Regions from separate parts of the Sus scrofa genome. Here region 1 is linked to region 2. The links are chromatin contacts, called in public Hi-C maps. All regions are on one chromosome and are shown on one strand. The core of a region is the stretch at or near the end of the contact, and the rest is flanking DNA. Distances in the headings are between cores, read along the strand shown. Region 1 holds the start of PREP (prolyl endopeptidase). Region 2 has its middle 74 kb from the start of POPDC3.

The links. A called contact is a pair of places that touch in the nucleus more often than the background predicts.
Region 1: a contact with region 2 is called in a Hi-C map of skeletal muscle, with 4 times the contacts expected there. The contact joins the promoter of PREP here to the enhancer-like site in region 2. A contact is called at or near these places in 1 of 5 promoter capture datasets (liver) and 4 of 47 Hi-C or Micro-C datasets (embryonic fibroblasts, heart right ventricle, liver and 1 more).

What each region holds. Positions count from the first base shown.
Region 1 is chr1:71,633,959-71,637,679 of Sscrofa11.1, reverse strand. PREP (prolyl endopeptidase) reads left to right here and starts at 1,535. Exons shown (of 15, transcript NM_001004050.1): 1 at 1,535-1,771. The coding sequence starts at 1,727.
Region 2 is chr1:71,472,857-71,476,300 of Sscrofa11.1, reverse strand. No RefSeq gene overlaps it. Among named protein-coding and RNA genes, the nearest start is that of POPDC3, 74 kb to the right of the region's middle. Within about 2 kb of position 1,915, at least 8 of the 83 cell types and tissues checked have an H3K27ac peak or open chromatin away from gene starts, as enhancers often do. A contact at or near this core is called in skeletal muscle, where this site is marked.

The DNA of each region.
Region 1 (3,721 bases), core at 286-2,785, 160 kb before region 2:
AGTTTTCCTCAACTGTAAAATCAGGATACTATTAGTTCTTATCTCATAAAGTTTAAATAAGGTAATTTCCTGGCATATTAGAAGCACTCAATAAACATTAACCATTACTGTTGTTGCTGTTGTTAGGGGATTTACTGGGCCAGGTATTCCTGGGTTACTCTTAAAACCCCCACAAGTTGCAGAAGCAATAGCAAGGCCTGGCAGCCCTTGGGCCAGGTGACAGGCAAGCAAGGCAAGGAGTGGTGACTGGGCTGCAGAATGCTAAGTCCCTGTGTTTTGTTTTTTTTACAAAGTGGGCATCAATAGTGTGAGCTCTCCCAGAACTGAGGATTCTCAAGTTGCTCAAGAAGGGTGGGTCTGGAAACAACTGTGAAACATGATTATCAAACACCCCAACCTGAACAAAAACACTGACCTACCGGTGAGGCACGGAACTGGGATGATAATAAAAAGGACAGAAGACACAAGGTCACAGTAATTACCTCGGCCACCTGGAATTCAGGACCTGAACGACTTTCTTGTCACACCCCTGCCCTCCTCCCAGGACTTTTAAGAAGCCAGGAGTACAAAACACATTGACACACACTCCAACTATGATAACTGGAGCCATAAAGCTTCTTTTCGATGGTCCAGAAAGCAAGACCAGAACTCCTATCACTAGGCCGACGATGAGTAAATCTAACTATTAAAATTTCATAGGTTTGAGGTCAAGCATCTAATACATGATAAAAGATGCTCAATCAACAAACGCAGGAAAGGGATAAAAGAACCAGTAGGATGAACAAAAGACCCAAGATGATTTCCAGTCTTCCCACCTCTGTCCCCTTTCAACTGGCAAACCTCAGATAAGGGCTCAACCGTCGTCCTACCCACGCCTCATCCCACCTCCACGGTGCGGATGCCCAACTACCCAGCGCCCTCCAGGGGTGCTCAGGAGAGGAGAGATGTGTTTCCTTCCTGGTCCTCATGATCCATTATTCCTTCCTTTCCAAGTCCAGAGCCACAGGCGGTGGAAACTAGGTCATCTCAAGCCCTCCGCTTTCAACGCGGGGGCGAGGCCCCTTCTCAGCCCGGGAATAGGAAGATGGGGGGATCGAGTAAGCAAACCCTGCTGTTCCTTCTGCTCAGGGAGGAGGGCGGGCAGCGAGCTTGGCTGCAGCTAAGCGGCAGCGGGGAGACTCGGAGGGGGCGGGGCGGGAGAGGGAGGGGGCGTGGTGGGCTCGCCGGCGTGACCGCACGTGTGGCGGGCGCTGTGGGCCGGGGGCGGCGTGTTGGGCGTGTCCCCGGCCGGCGTGTGGCCGGCGCCGTGACGGGGTGTCTGGTGCGGTGGCTCGGGCGTGGGTGCGACGCGCGCCAGGCGCAGTGGTCCGTGGGCCCGGGCGGCGCGGGCGCGGGCGCGGCCGGCGTTCCTGCAGAGGGAGCTGTGCGCCCGGCCTGGCGCACGCAAGGCGCCGCCCGCTCCCTCTTGCCGCCGCCGCAGCCTCTGGGCCCGCCCGCCGGGGAGGGGCTCCGGGCCTCGCCGACAGCTGCTTCCTGCTTCCCTCACGTCCTCGCCGCCGCGCCGCCGGTCCGGTCGTGCGAGGCCTGACCGAGAGCCGCCCGCTCGCTGCCGCCGCCACCGCCGCCTGCCCGGCCCCAGCGCATATCTCGCCCCACTGCCCGCCCGGCCCACTAGACATCGCTCCGGAGTCCGCGCCCCCCAGGCCACCCCCGCGCGCCCCCAGCCATGCTGTCCTTCCAGTACCCCGACGTGTACCGCGACGAGACCGCCGTGAGTACCCCAGCGGTGCGCGGCCCTCTCCCCACCACTCGCGGCCCCTCGCCCCCTACGCCCTCCCCTCCCCCTCGGCCTTTGTTTGCGAGACCCGGCGGGGGGCGCTGGGCTCCTCCCGAGCCGCGGGGGCCCTGGTGGCCGTCACCCTCCGTCTGCTGGCTGGCTGAGCCCGTGGTCAGCCCGCAGGGCCGCTTCCTGCAATCCGCGGGGTCAAGGGCAGACGCCCAGGTGGGAATGGGCGTCTTAAGGGAGCGGGAAGACAGAACGTGTCACTGCTTTTTAGCAGAGGAGGCTTTTGCTTCAATATGGTAGGGAGACAAAGTGTTTGTGCATGCAGATTATGTACAATCTTAAAACAAAAGCAAACTTTTTCAACTTACGAAATAAAAACACTTAGAGTTGAAGTTCATTCATTCGATTTTAAAACGTGTGTGGAGCGCTTACCCTGTCCCTGGCCAGGTGCTGGGCTGCGGGTGCTGGGAATGCAGGGCCCGGTAGTGCTGATCCAAGTGTTCCTAAACAGGAGCAGGAGTTAGTTGATGGGGGTGAGAGGAGGTCTTAGAAGGGAGAGAGGATGGCTTTTTTCAGGATGAAGTTTTGCCTATTGCGGGGGTTGCCCACCATTTACCTAAGCTGTCCGTGAGCTCAGGGTCACTGTTGAGATCCCCTGGGTGGAATTCTGGGCAAACACTTTTTTTGTGTGTAAAAATTAGTTTGGCATTTTAGGAACTGGAAAAAATTCAAATGTTGTTGGCCTGATTCTCTTAGGAAAAGGTAAATTCCTCGGATTACTTAAAATAGAATCCGAATAAAAAGATTTTTGCATAATATAGTTCTAATTTTTGTTTTTGTTTGTTTTTCTGCTTGCTTTGGCCCGATTTATGCCAGAAAGTCTGTACATTAAAGCGCATCTCATTTGGGGGTAAAGGGTACCGGGGCTTTAGAGTAAAGGACATATTGTTTTCAATTAAGACTTCCAAGTGGCACTGATGCATTCCTGCTTTCTTTGACCTGTGGCCATCTGGTAACCATGTTTTCTCAGTCTGTTCAGCTGCTTGCTTATTAAATTTACTCTATCAGCCCAAGAAGCTCTATCCCTGTGGTTGAAAGAGTTGTGGCCTTTGTGTAGGGGAGTAAAGTGATCCAGCCAGAATGAAAAAGAGGACAAACCAAATAAGAAGACCTGAACGCTAGTTCTGGTTTTGTCACTCACTCACTGGATGCCCTTTGGCAGATCACTTAGTTGTTGCTACAGGCCTTCCCTCCCTAATAGTATGAACTATTAGGGATGACTTGGCTAACCACAGAACTTACTTGCTTCTGTACTGAGAATATTATTCATTCATTAACATGATGGTCTAGCCCTGCAGTGCCAGATTTTAGTAATGGGAAGCCAGGCATTTCTCAGTTTGGTTCTTGAGAATCTTTTGAGTTTTCAGGAGAGGTAAAACTATAAAGAACTACCCATCATGTGGGTTGACAAGTGCCATTTTAGATTTGTTTTGTTTTTGACGGGGTGGGGTGGTGGTGGTTGTTGCTTAGTTTTTCCCTTTTGGGGTTACCAAAATTCTGTAGTTCATTTATCTATGTTTAACAGTTCTGGAAGGGCTAAGTGAAGATTTTATGAAGCCATCAAAAATATTGTGAATAAACTCAAAAGGCTGTACTGTGGATTTTAATACTCTCCAATTCCTTTTCATCAAAGAACTAATGATAAGCCTCATGGCCATGTAGTTCTGGTTCAGCTCAGTGCATCACACAATGTACTTATCCCAGCCCTGAGATCCTAAGTTGGATACCTTTTTCCTGTGACAGAGCCCTGATTTCTAAGCCCCGGGCTTGACTTAATGCATTTGCTCAAATTGTAGCCTTGATGTCTAGAATGGGTTGTTTCTCTCCAGCAGGTGCTAGAGATTGCTGTAGCTCTCTGTCTCTCTTGTTTACCTT
Region 2 (3,444 bases), core at 666-3,165:
AAGAGGAGTGCTGAAGACACGGGTCTCACCACCTGTCTCCTCTCACTCTGTTTTCCTTCCACTTCACACATGCCTCCTCTTCTAAGTCATACACTGACTTCTCTCTCTCCCAGGCTTTTCTCACGATTTAGTCCACAGGACAGCTCTTGGTAGATGCAGAAGAAATGCTCTTTCCACAAAGATTGCCTTTGAAATCAAATGTTTTTCTGCAGACCCAGAAGTCCTCCTCCAGGTGTCAAAGGCCAGATATCGAATCTTTCTCTTTGTACGCCTGCTGTGGTGCTCCGAATCTTCCCTCAGGGCAAACCAGATATTTCCGGTCAGAAAATGCAAATCTGCACTTTATTTTTTTCCAAGAATATACACATTCTCCAGAAAGACACATCTCCCACTGTAACAGTCTCTCTCTCCACCTCACATTTCCTTTCTTCTGATTAAACAGAACTTAAAATCTCCCCTCAGAAGACTACATTAAATGGGGAACTTGGGGAAAGCACGGATTAGTTGCAGGGGAAGCAAGGCATGTGGCTTTTTGTTTTACCACATCACCTCCTATCCCATGGTCATGTGTAGATTACAAGACAACTGGATCGAAGCACATATACCCCTTCTCTTTATTTTTTATTTTTATTTTTTTGTCTTTTTAGGGCCACACATGCAGCATATGGAAGTTCCCAGGCTATGGGTCGAATCAGAGCTGCAGCTGCCAGCCTACACCACAGCCACAGCAGCACGGGATCTGAGCCACATCTGCGACCTACACCATGGCTCACGGCAACACTGGATCCTTAGCCCACTGAGCAAGACCAGGGATCAAACCTGCATCCTCATGGATACTCGTCAGGTTGGAAACCGCTGAGCCACAACAAGAACCTCCAAACTCCTTCTCTTTAAATACTATTTCAAAAGATGATGCCTTCCTTACTGTAAGAACTTCAGCTTTTCAAACCTCTGACAGCTGCAGAAAGGTCTTCTGCTGCCCCAACAGCTCTTGACCATCCTTCAAAGATTCTGCACATTCTCAACCACAGTTCTATGAAATATTTTGTGAAATGCCTTTACAGACATTTCAGACAATTCCTTCCAGACACAGGGCTACAGGCAATGTAGGATGAGTAAGTCAGGGGCTGGGTGCCAGGAATGTACAGTCTAGGGAGGGAGCAGAGAGGGGAGATGAGCAACTATAAAACTAGTTGTGCAACAATGGAAAACAAGATGCCATGGAAGTGCTGATGGTGGATCCTAAAGGACACTCCTCACACAAGCTCTCATCCAGGTGACACTGAGTCACATGCTAGAAATGCCCTTAAGTTGTTCTACAGCCAATACAGGAGTGGCTTCCATGAAACTGAGTTCTCCTAATGACCAGCAATTAAACCACCTCGAAACAAATCATTATGGTTCAAGGCCATTGGCTTCTGATCAAGTGGAGGAGGCTGAGGTACTAGCAGGGCCCTCAGACTAAATGGCACATCTCTAGGCCACGATCTGTTAGAAGCTGGCTGGTGGACCGGAGCCAGGAAGAGACAACAGTAGCTAGCTTAGAAGCCTGCTGACGTTCTCTGTGCTATTCTAAGTTGCTGATTGAGAGAGGCATGTGCTTTGGAGAGCAGATAAGTGGAGAGGAAGGTTGCTGTTGTGCCATGAAACTTGAGACCATGTGCTTTAGCCCCAGTATTCACCCAGATGGAAGCCAGAGAGGGGTCCACAGAGAGCTGTGACCGAAAGAAAAGCACAATGAAATAAGGAGAGCTGGCAAGAATTAATTGTACAAGCAAATAGGGAGAATATTGGCCCTGAAGACCACTGACATTCCTAAACATTAGATCTAAGAGTTCCTGTTGTGGCTCAGTGGGTTAAGGACCCGACATTGTATCTGTGGGAATGCGGGTTTGATCCCTGGCTTCGCTCAGTGGGTTAAGGATCTGGCCTTGCCACAAGATGTGGCTCAGATCTGGTGTCTCCATGCCTTGGTGTAGGCCTGCAGCTGCAGCTCTGATTTGACTCCTGGCCTGGGAATGTACATATGCGCTAGGTACAGCCATAAAAAATAAAAACAAAAATAAAAAATGAACAGATCTAGAAATTGTTATTGTATTTGATAAACTTGAAATAAATCCTCTAAAGAAGGAGATGAGGGGCACCTTCAGAAGGAAGCTAATAAATAAAATGGGAGAAATCAAGCAGAAGAGAGAATAAGCCACCCAAGTATTTGTTGGGGAAATGTTGCTGCTTGGTACTTGGAAATTAAAATAGATCCACTTAAATAAACACCTAAGGGTTTCTTATTTCATGTCATGTGCCAGGAGCTGGCAGAGCCCTATCACGGTGACCAGGGTACAGATCTGAGTCTGGAATGTGGCCAGTGTACTTTATGCCACTGAACCACAGGTCTGACAGCAAGAAGCAGCATGCTTAGGAAACTGTTGTTCAGCCCAAAGCCTAGAAAAGGCAAGTCAAGGGGACAGGTGTGTGAGGGTGAGTCAGCCCTGTCCAGGGAAAGGGATGCTGATTCTGAGTGTTTTATGTCTCCATGCAAATGAATACATCGGTGTTCTGGCTTGCCATTCAGATCTGATAACCCAGAGAGTGTAAAACAACAGTCAACAAAGCAAAAAATGAAAAGCCACAAAAGAAAGTGGAGACATGGTTCTTTATTGAAGATGTATGCATGGGAGCTGGGCCAGTGAAAATTCCCATCACAGGTTTTAAATTGAAAGAACACGAAGAAGGAAATCTACAGTATAAGAATGCAAGAGCAAGGGTGACTTTGGACATTAACTGAAGGAAGGAAAACAAAACTTACCCTAAGCCGTTTCTCGGTGTCAACTTACTGTGTGTTTGTTCTACGTGACTCATCAGAACAAGGTATGGAGATCCAATGGATGGAAATCTTTGTAGGCAGCTCAAATGAGGACGAAGACTCAGAAAACACTTCTTGGCTCTACTATCAGAGGAAGTCGGGCATTACTTATACATAATCTCGTCTCAGTTAAATAAATTTGTATAAGGCAGAGGATGACAAGATCTGGAGGTCAAGGGTCAAACACCCACCCCCAATGCCCTGACACAATGTAACGAAGCTGGAGAAATAACATGGAGTGGGAGAGACATATGTACAACCCAGAAAGGCATGCCCCTCAAAAGGTCATGGTAAGTGGAACAAAGTGGAGCCTCATAAAGGCCAGGGGGCTGATGACAAATAGGAAACACTTATGCTATGGGATAGAAAATAGATTGAGAAAATTGAGGACCTGAGACAATCCTCAGACAGTGCATGTCACTTGTCTAGACCTCGGATTCACATCTATAAAAGAAGGAAGTTAGATAATCTCTGAGATCATATTCAGTTTAAAAATGGCATTGCTAAATGATATTTAAGAATCAACAGAAAGCAGAAGAATTAGGCCAAAGTCAAGTTATCCCCTAAAATGTCTTCTATGA